Linked DNA regions of Mus musculus: region 1 is linked to region 2. Evidence: chromatin contacts called from public promoter capture Hi-C data. All regions are on one chromosome and are shown on one strand. The core of a region is the stretch at or near the end of the contact, and the rest is flanking DNA. Distances in the headings are between cores, read along the strand shown.

Evidence for each region. Promoter capture Hi-C pulls out the DNA fragments that hold promoters and counts their contacts.
Region 1: a contact with region 2 is called in a promoter capture Hi-C map of liver. The contact joins the promoter of Mfsd12 here to the enhancer-like site in region 2. A contact is called at or near these places in 3 of 39 promoter capture datasets (liver, neutrophils and pre-B cells) and 2 of 115 datasets of contacts at active chromatin or transcription factors (memory CD8 T cells and pancreatic cancer cells).

Annotation. Positions count from the first base shown.
Region 1 is chr10:81,356,183-81,359,335 of GRCm38.p6, reverse strand. It overlaps Mfsd12 (major facilitator superfamily domain containing 12), which reads right to left and starts at 1,845. Exons shown (of 10, transcript NM_028657.4): 1 at 1,450-1,845. The coding sequence starts at 1,738.
Region 2 is chr10:80,765,164-80,768,721 of GRCm38.p6, reverse strand. Dot1l (DOT1-like, histone H3 methyltransferase (S. cerevisiae)) reads right to left here. Exons shown (of 28, transcript NM_199322.2): 3 at 2,485-2,559; 4 at 54-117. Among named protein-coding and RNA genes, the nearest start is that of Dot1l, 12 kb to the right of the region's middle. Within about 2 kb of position 2,026, at least 57 of the 459 cell types and tissues checked have an H3K27ac peak or open chromatin away from gene starts, as enhancers often do. A contact at or near this core is called in liver, where this site is marked.

The DNA.
Region 1 (3,153 bases), core at 596-3,095, 590 kb before region 2:
GATGGCACCACATAGCCCAGGCTTGCCCTTGAACTCCTGATCCTCCTGCCTCAGTCTCCTGAGTACAGGATTTGTGGGGTATGGGATGGCAGCCAGGGCTCCAACCCTTTCACACTTTTTTTTTTTCCCAGCCTGGCTCACACCAGTTTTAAGAGGATTAACTTGAGGCCCCATGAGACAGAGAACCCTGTGAAAAGGTCTCTGAGCCCCTGCCTAGCACTGGGCTTCCAACTTCCCTTTCCTGCCCAGAGGTGACTTCACCACATAATATGCCTTGGATTGAGAAATGAAACAACCCTCACAGGGCAGATCTTCAGGGGGCCCAAGCACTGTGGATTCAATCTCATGACCAAACCACACCCACTGTTTCTAAGCCTAGTTAACCATTGGCCTAGTCAGGGTCAGGCTGGTCATCTCCAGATGCTTGGACTGGTCTCTCTGGGCCTCAGTTAACCCGAGAGTTCTGTCTAGTTCTGGGTTTCCTATGAGACTCAAAATGGTGCAAGATGTTAATCCCAGCACCCAGAAGGCCAGGGATCTGACTCGGAGGCCAGCCTGGGAACATCTCCTGTCTGTCCCACTGTGAAGGGACCCAGGCCTGTGCAAAGTCAGGCTGGCCTGGTATCTCCTGGCAAACATAAGCCCTTCTGAGTATTTCTTTCCATTTTTGGAGACTCAATGAAACAGTCATCCCCCTGCTTCAGCTTTTGAATATGGTGACAGGTGTGCAGGCTGTGCCTTGAAGCCCGGATTCTTCCTGGATCCTGAGAAACTAGAAATTCCAGCCCCTAGGCTGGCAGATGCCACTGGGCCACTGCTGTCTTGAAAAAATGTCATCTAGGGGCGGGGCTGGTTCTGCAACCCCTACCCCAGGCAAAGGGACGGAGCCTTCCAGGAATTCCCCAGGGAGGGGCTACAACCCCAGGGCCAACCTCTCCAACTGTCTACACCAAATGAGAGAGCTGCTGGGGACTACATGCTGGGCCACCCCAGACAGGAGCCACAGGCGAACAGAATGAAGTGGGTGGGCAGCAGGAGGAACACAGGACACAGGATGATAGTCAGGGAAGGGGACTGGGGGGGGGGGGGCAGAGCTGTAAGACTAAAGACAGGGTACAGAATCCTGAAAAGGTAGAGGGAACAGGACTGGCCCACGGATGGCAGTCAGCGGAGAGGATAGGATATAGCGGGAGAGAGAGGACAGACAGACACAAGAGTGACAAAAACGGGGAGATGAGACACTGGGGAGCAGAGGGTAAGAGGGACACAGGATGACAGTCAGAGGGGAGGACTTCCACAGGGCGACAACCACAGGAGAGGACGGACACAGGGCGGCATTCAGAGGGGAGGAATGACACAGGATGACAACCACAGGGGAAGACGGACACAGGACGACGGTTAGAGGGGAAGACGGACACAGGACGACAGTCAGGGCAGGGAAAGGCTCACCCGCTAGGTGCCAGGCCTTGCGGGGCCCACAGCGCACGCAGGAGGCGCGGTCCGCCTCGTAGCCCACGAGCGGCGTGCAGAGCCCGTCGGCCACTTGGCCCAGCAGCAGCAGCAGCCCCGCGCCCCGCGAGCTGTACCCGCGCACGGAGTGCAGGAATAGTAGCAGGTAGGTGAACCACATGCCGGCGCACAGGTCGTTGAGGAAGTGGCCGACCGCGAAGCTCAGCCGCGCGGCGAGGGACAGCGTCCGCGGCGGCCCCGGGCCTGCGTCGTCCGACGGAGGCGACATCGCGGCCGCAAACCCCACCGCCCCACACTGCCGCCCCGCGCTACCCGCGCGGCTACGCTGCCGCCGCTCCCGGGAGCCGCCTCAACAGGGCGGAGCCTCGGAGCAACGGCCACGCTCGCCAACCGGAGCCGCGCGTCTCGGCCCGGCGCCCAATCAGCAAGAGGAGGCGTGGCCTCTGTCCGACGCACTCCCGCGGCCCTAACGCCGCCCTCTGCGGCTCCGACTTTTATCATAGCAGTTCGTTTCTATTTTACTTTCTTCGTGTTTTAATTTGTTTGACTAAAGAAAAAAGTTTTGTTTCTTCTTGTAACAAAGGGTATCTTGTAGCGCAGGCTTTGACATTTCTGCTTAGCAAAAGACAACTTCGAACTCCCCATGGTTCTGGCTCCACCTCCACAGTGCTGGGAGTCACTGAATTTGTCCTTTCACAACCTGAAAGCTTTTTCTTTTGAGACAGGGTCTCATGTAGCCCAGGCCACCCTCAAGCTCAGAACGCAGCTGAGGATAACCTTAGACTTCTGATCCTTCTGCCTCCCTCTGGAACTCCATGGGTGCGGGGTTGCATCCACAAATCACGCCTTTAATATTCTGTTTTCAGTCAGGGTCCCACTAGCTATCCAGGCTAGCCCTGAAGTCCCTCTACAACCTAGGCCGTCCTTGAACTATCAATTCTCCAACCTTAGCCTCGAGGATTGATGGGATTTCGGGCCTGGCTTAGTGAAGGGCGCCCAGATGTCTGTCACTCACCCACACTCTGCCTTGGGCCCCAGCTAGCCTGCAGCTGGAGGCTGGTGCTCACTCCCGCGCGTGCTCCCTGCAGAAGGGGCCAGAATGAGAACACACCGGGGTGATCCCATAAACTTCCAGACATACATAGTGAGGCACTTACAGGACATATTAGTGCTAATTAATTATTAATTACAGAGAATAGCTGGGCAGAACATCAAAATACAGGCTAGTCTTTAATGAGGGCTGCTAGTGCCAGGAGCCCCACGTGGCAGACGCCTGTGTTTCACTCCTACTTACTGGGTGGTTTTGTGGAACACACTCAAAGAAAGGGGAAGTCAGGCCTCTGTTGGCCTGGTGACTCAGAGACACAGGTGCCGAACACCCCCACACAATTCCAGGCCCAGATCATGAGACACATGAGACAAGTGTCCTCCTATCCCCTCCTCCTGACATTTTATTCCTTTTTTCCCCCCAACTGACCTCAAGCTCAGCTCTGTAAACGAGGCTGGCTTTGAACTCCTGATTCTGCTGCCCCCACCTCCTGAGTACTGAATGGCAGGCCTGTGTCATAGCCGCTTGATGGTGGGGTTACCTGTCTGTATCACTGTACATCTTCCTCCGGGGCATTCAGAGACACGCAGGCTGGATCTGAACCCCTAAGTCCCAAATGGACTGGTCTTTCCTTT
Region 2 (3,558 bases), core at 777-3,276:
CACCATGCAAATCCAGTGGGAGTGACCAGCCTTGCAAGTGGGGAGCCACTTACCAGCTGGTGGATGCTGTCGATGGCCCGGTTGTATTTGTCACACAGCCGCTGCATGCTTTCAAAACTGAAAAAGGAAGGAGAGAGTGTGTGTGTGTGTGTGAGTGAGTATGTGTGTGTTATTGGAGGCCACCGGGCTCCAGAACACCAACATGTCTGGCCAGCTCTGTGCTCAGACGGTCCCTGGACACAGGAACAAGGCCAAGGCAGTTTGGGTAACTCTACTTCACATGTCAATTCCACAGTCAGACTGTCACTTAGATGAGGAACTTTAAGAGCATGTCATAACTATGACCTAGGCGAGGGCTGGGGAGATAGTTTCAGCAGCTAGTGTGCTTGTTTCTAACTAAGTATGAGGTCCTGGGTTTGAGTCCTGAGAACCTACCAAAAGCAGGGCAGAATGAGGTCCTGAGTTCTCCATCCTTCTAAGGAAGAAGGGGGCAGGGTTGGCATGTGCAGCATTCAAAATTAAGAAGTCATCTCAAATGAGGTAGAAGGTAGAGAGACTAGGCTCTCCTCTCTAAGCTGTAAGGAGCATGTGAGACAACAGGATGGGGCACTGGCCCACACTGACAACTCCAGCTCTCAGGAGGTGGAAAGATGCAGAGATGGACAATGTTACAAGTTCAAGCCAGCCAGGGCTATACAGTGAAACCTGTCTCCAAAAAAGAAAACGAAGTTGGAACATGTGAGACAGCCTAGTATAGCAATGACAGCAATGGCTACCTCTGCAAGAGTATTCAGGTTCTGTTCCCAGCACCCACAAAGAGGCTCACAACCAGCTATAGCTTCAGCTCCAGGGGATTCTTCTGGCCCCTGTGGGTACTGCCTGCATATGTTGTAGAGACAAACAAATGGGCAAACGTTCACACTCAAAGTAAAAATAAATGGAGCCGTTTAAAAAGGAGGCAAGCAGGCATAGTGCCTTGGATTGCTTGGGCAGTGGAGGCCCTGCCAATTTCTGGACTCCAGGCCACCATCAGCCAGGACCAGGTGCAGGGGTATCTGGCTTTTGGACAGGCCTGGGGCAGGACCCCTTAATTTCTTGGTTTCTTTGAGAAGACCCCTGTGTACTTTGACCGCCAAGTAGCAGAAGCACAGTTCTAGGGATGAGAGTGCTACTCCACACCCCCTATGTTCAGGGATACCCTAAATGCCCAGGAGGAGACTAATGCTGGGGACAGGATGCTCTGGAACACTAAGACACACAGACAGCTTCCTCCCCATGTGAGGGAGTCACACAATGCCACTTGATGCCCCAGCACTCTGGTGTGTTACAGTATGAACCTGGACTGGCCCCAATCATGTGTCTTACACCTTTCTTTCTCTCTTTTTTTTTTTTTTAAAGATTTATTTATTTATTATATGTAAGTATACTGTAGCTGTCTTCAGACACTCCAGAAGAGGGTGTCAGATCTTGTTACAGATGGTTGTGAGCCACCATGTGGTTGCTGGGATTTGAACTCCGGACCTTCAGAAGAGCAGTCGGGTGCTCTTACCCACTGAGCCATCTCACCAGCCCACCTTTCTTTCTCTTAAAAGGAACCCAGGACAGCTGCAGCCACAGAACAGAGCATGGCATCCCTGAACCGGGAAAAGCCAAAGCAGGGCGAGGTGTTGGCACACACAACTACAGTCCCAGCTACTTGGAATTTGGGTCATGCGAGCCCCAGGAGTTTGAGGTCACACCAGGTAAGGTAAGAAAGCCTACTCGACGACCAGAGGGGTGGAGGGTCCCACTGCAGGGTTCTGGGTGGGTTCCTCACATGAAAAAAGTCGTTTCCTGGGGTCCAGGAGCTTCACAGAGGAAGTGAGATAGAGGGCTGAAGTTAATTCCAACTCTATAAGGACACAGGCTCCTGCCTTGGGTCAGCAGTGAGCTCGAGTCCACTTACACCCAGTTGCTAGTCAGAGGGCAAGGGGCCCAGCCAGTGGACTGTAGGACTGTCCTGTCCCAGTGTCACTAAGGCTGGCAGGAATCCTTTCTAATAATCAGGTCATAGGTCAAGCAAAGCTTTTTTAGGCAGGCTCTGAGCAGGAGGTAGAGCCTGGGCTATTCTTTCTCAAAGAAAAACAAACCTGGCTCCAGGCAGCATTCCAGGGATGCCTTTGCTTCTCCGCCCACTCTGCACAGAAGGCCTACCTAGGTGGGGGCAAGGATTGGCCTCACCCAGCACCTATGGTGGCAAGGTGGAGGCCCATCAACATAGCGCTGGCAGGACCTGCTGTTAAAACGGCCAGTAGCTCTCTCACCAGCCCTGGTAATTTCCCACATATCAATTCAATGTGTACAGTGTAGGAGTTCCCAGTGATTGCCTCACTCCTCCAGCCAGATACACTCTTCTACCAAAAGAGCTTCCCGAAGGAAGCGTAGCAAGGGTGTAGGCAGCGGGGTAGGTGCAGCCCACAGCCTGCTCCATCCCTTCCTGCTCACCTTTTGGTGTCGTAGTCGATCAGGACATAGTTCTCCATGGCCAGCTTGAGATCTGGGATTTCCTCGCAGACCCACCTGAAATGGAACACAGAGGTGTTGCTGGCCTCAGCACGACGCTCTCTGGAGTGTGTGTGTGTGTGTGTGTGTGTGTGTGTGTGTGTGTGTGTGAATGTTACTGTGCAAGTTCATGAGGAGCTATTGAGAAATCACAGATTTTGAGGCCAAGGTCAGTGTTGGCACTTGGAAAAGAAATAAATTCATATATTATGGTAAAAAGCAAAATATTAGACAGGCTCAGTGGTACAAGCCAGCCAATCCAGCACATTGGGTGGGGCTGAGGCATAAAAATTTCTAATTCAAGGCCAGTCTGGGCTACATAATGGGACCTTTCCCCAAGATGGGGAGGGAGCTGGCAAGATGGCTCAGTGGGTAAAAGCAACTGTGGCACAGAACCAACAACCCAAGTTCAATCCTGTAGCCTACACAAGGAGGAGAAGCAATTTCACAAAGCTGCCCTCTGCCCCCACCATATGCTGTGGCATGTGTGTACCTGACAAATCAACCACACACAAACATAATTAAAAAAAAAAAAAAAAAAAACTCTGGGGGAGGGACCAGCTTGGGATATAACACCCCGCCCCACCCCGCCCCCAGACAGGATTTTTCTACACAGCCTTGACTGTCCTGAACTCACTATGTATACCAAGGGGCAAACCAGGCTGGCCTCAAAACTATAGTGATGCTCCTGCCTCTGCCTCACAAGTTCTGCTGGGTTCCACTCCAGCCAGATACACTCTTCCACCAAAAGAGCTTCCTGGAGGCTTAGACAGTTGGCAAGGGTGTGGGTGGGCCTTCTTAGGTTAGGTATGTATGTACTTGTAGATGCACAAGATGGGGTGACATGTGTACCATAGCACACATAAGAGATCAAAGGAAATCTGTAGCCAGTCCCCTCCTTCCATCTTCATTCACATGGCTTCCAGAGATGTACTCAGGTCCCCAGGCTAGCACTATACCCAACTTAACTGGCCTCTTTACGGCCCCGGCTGGCTTGTAAGTCCCACTGCTTCCACT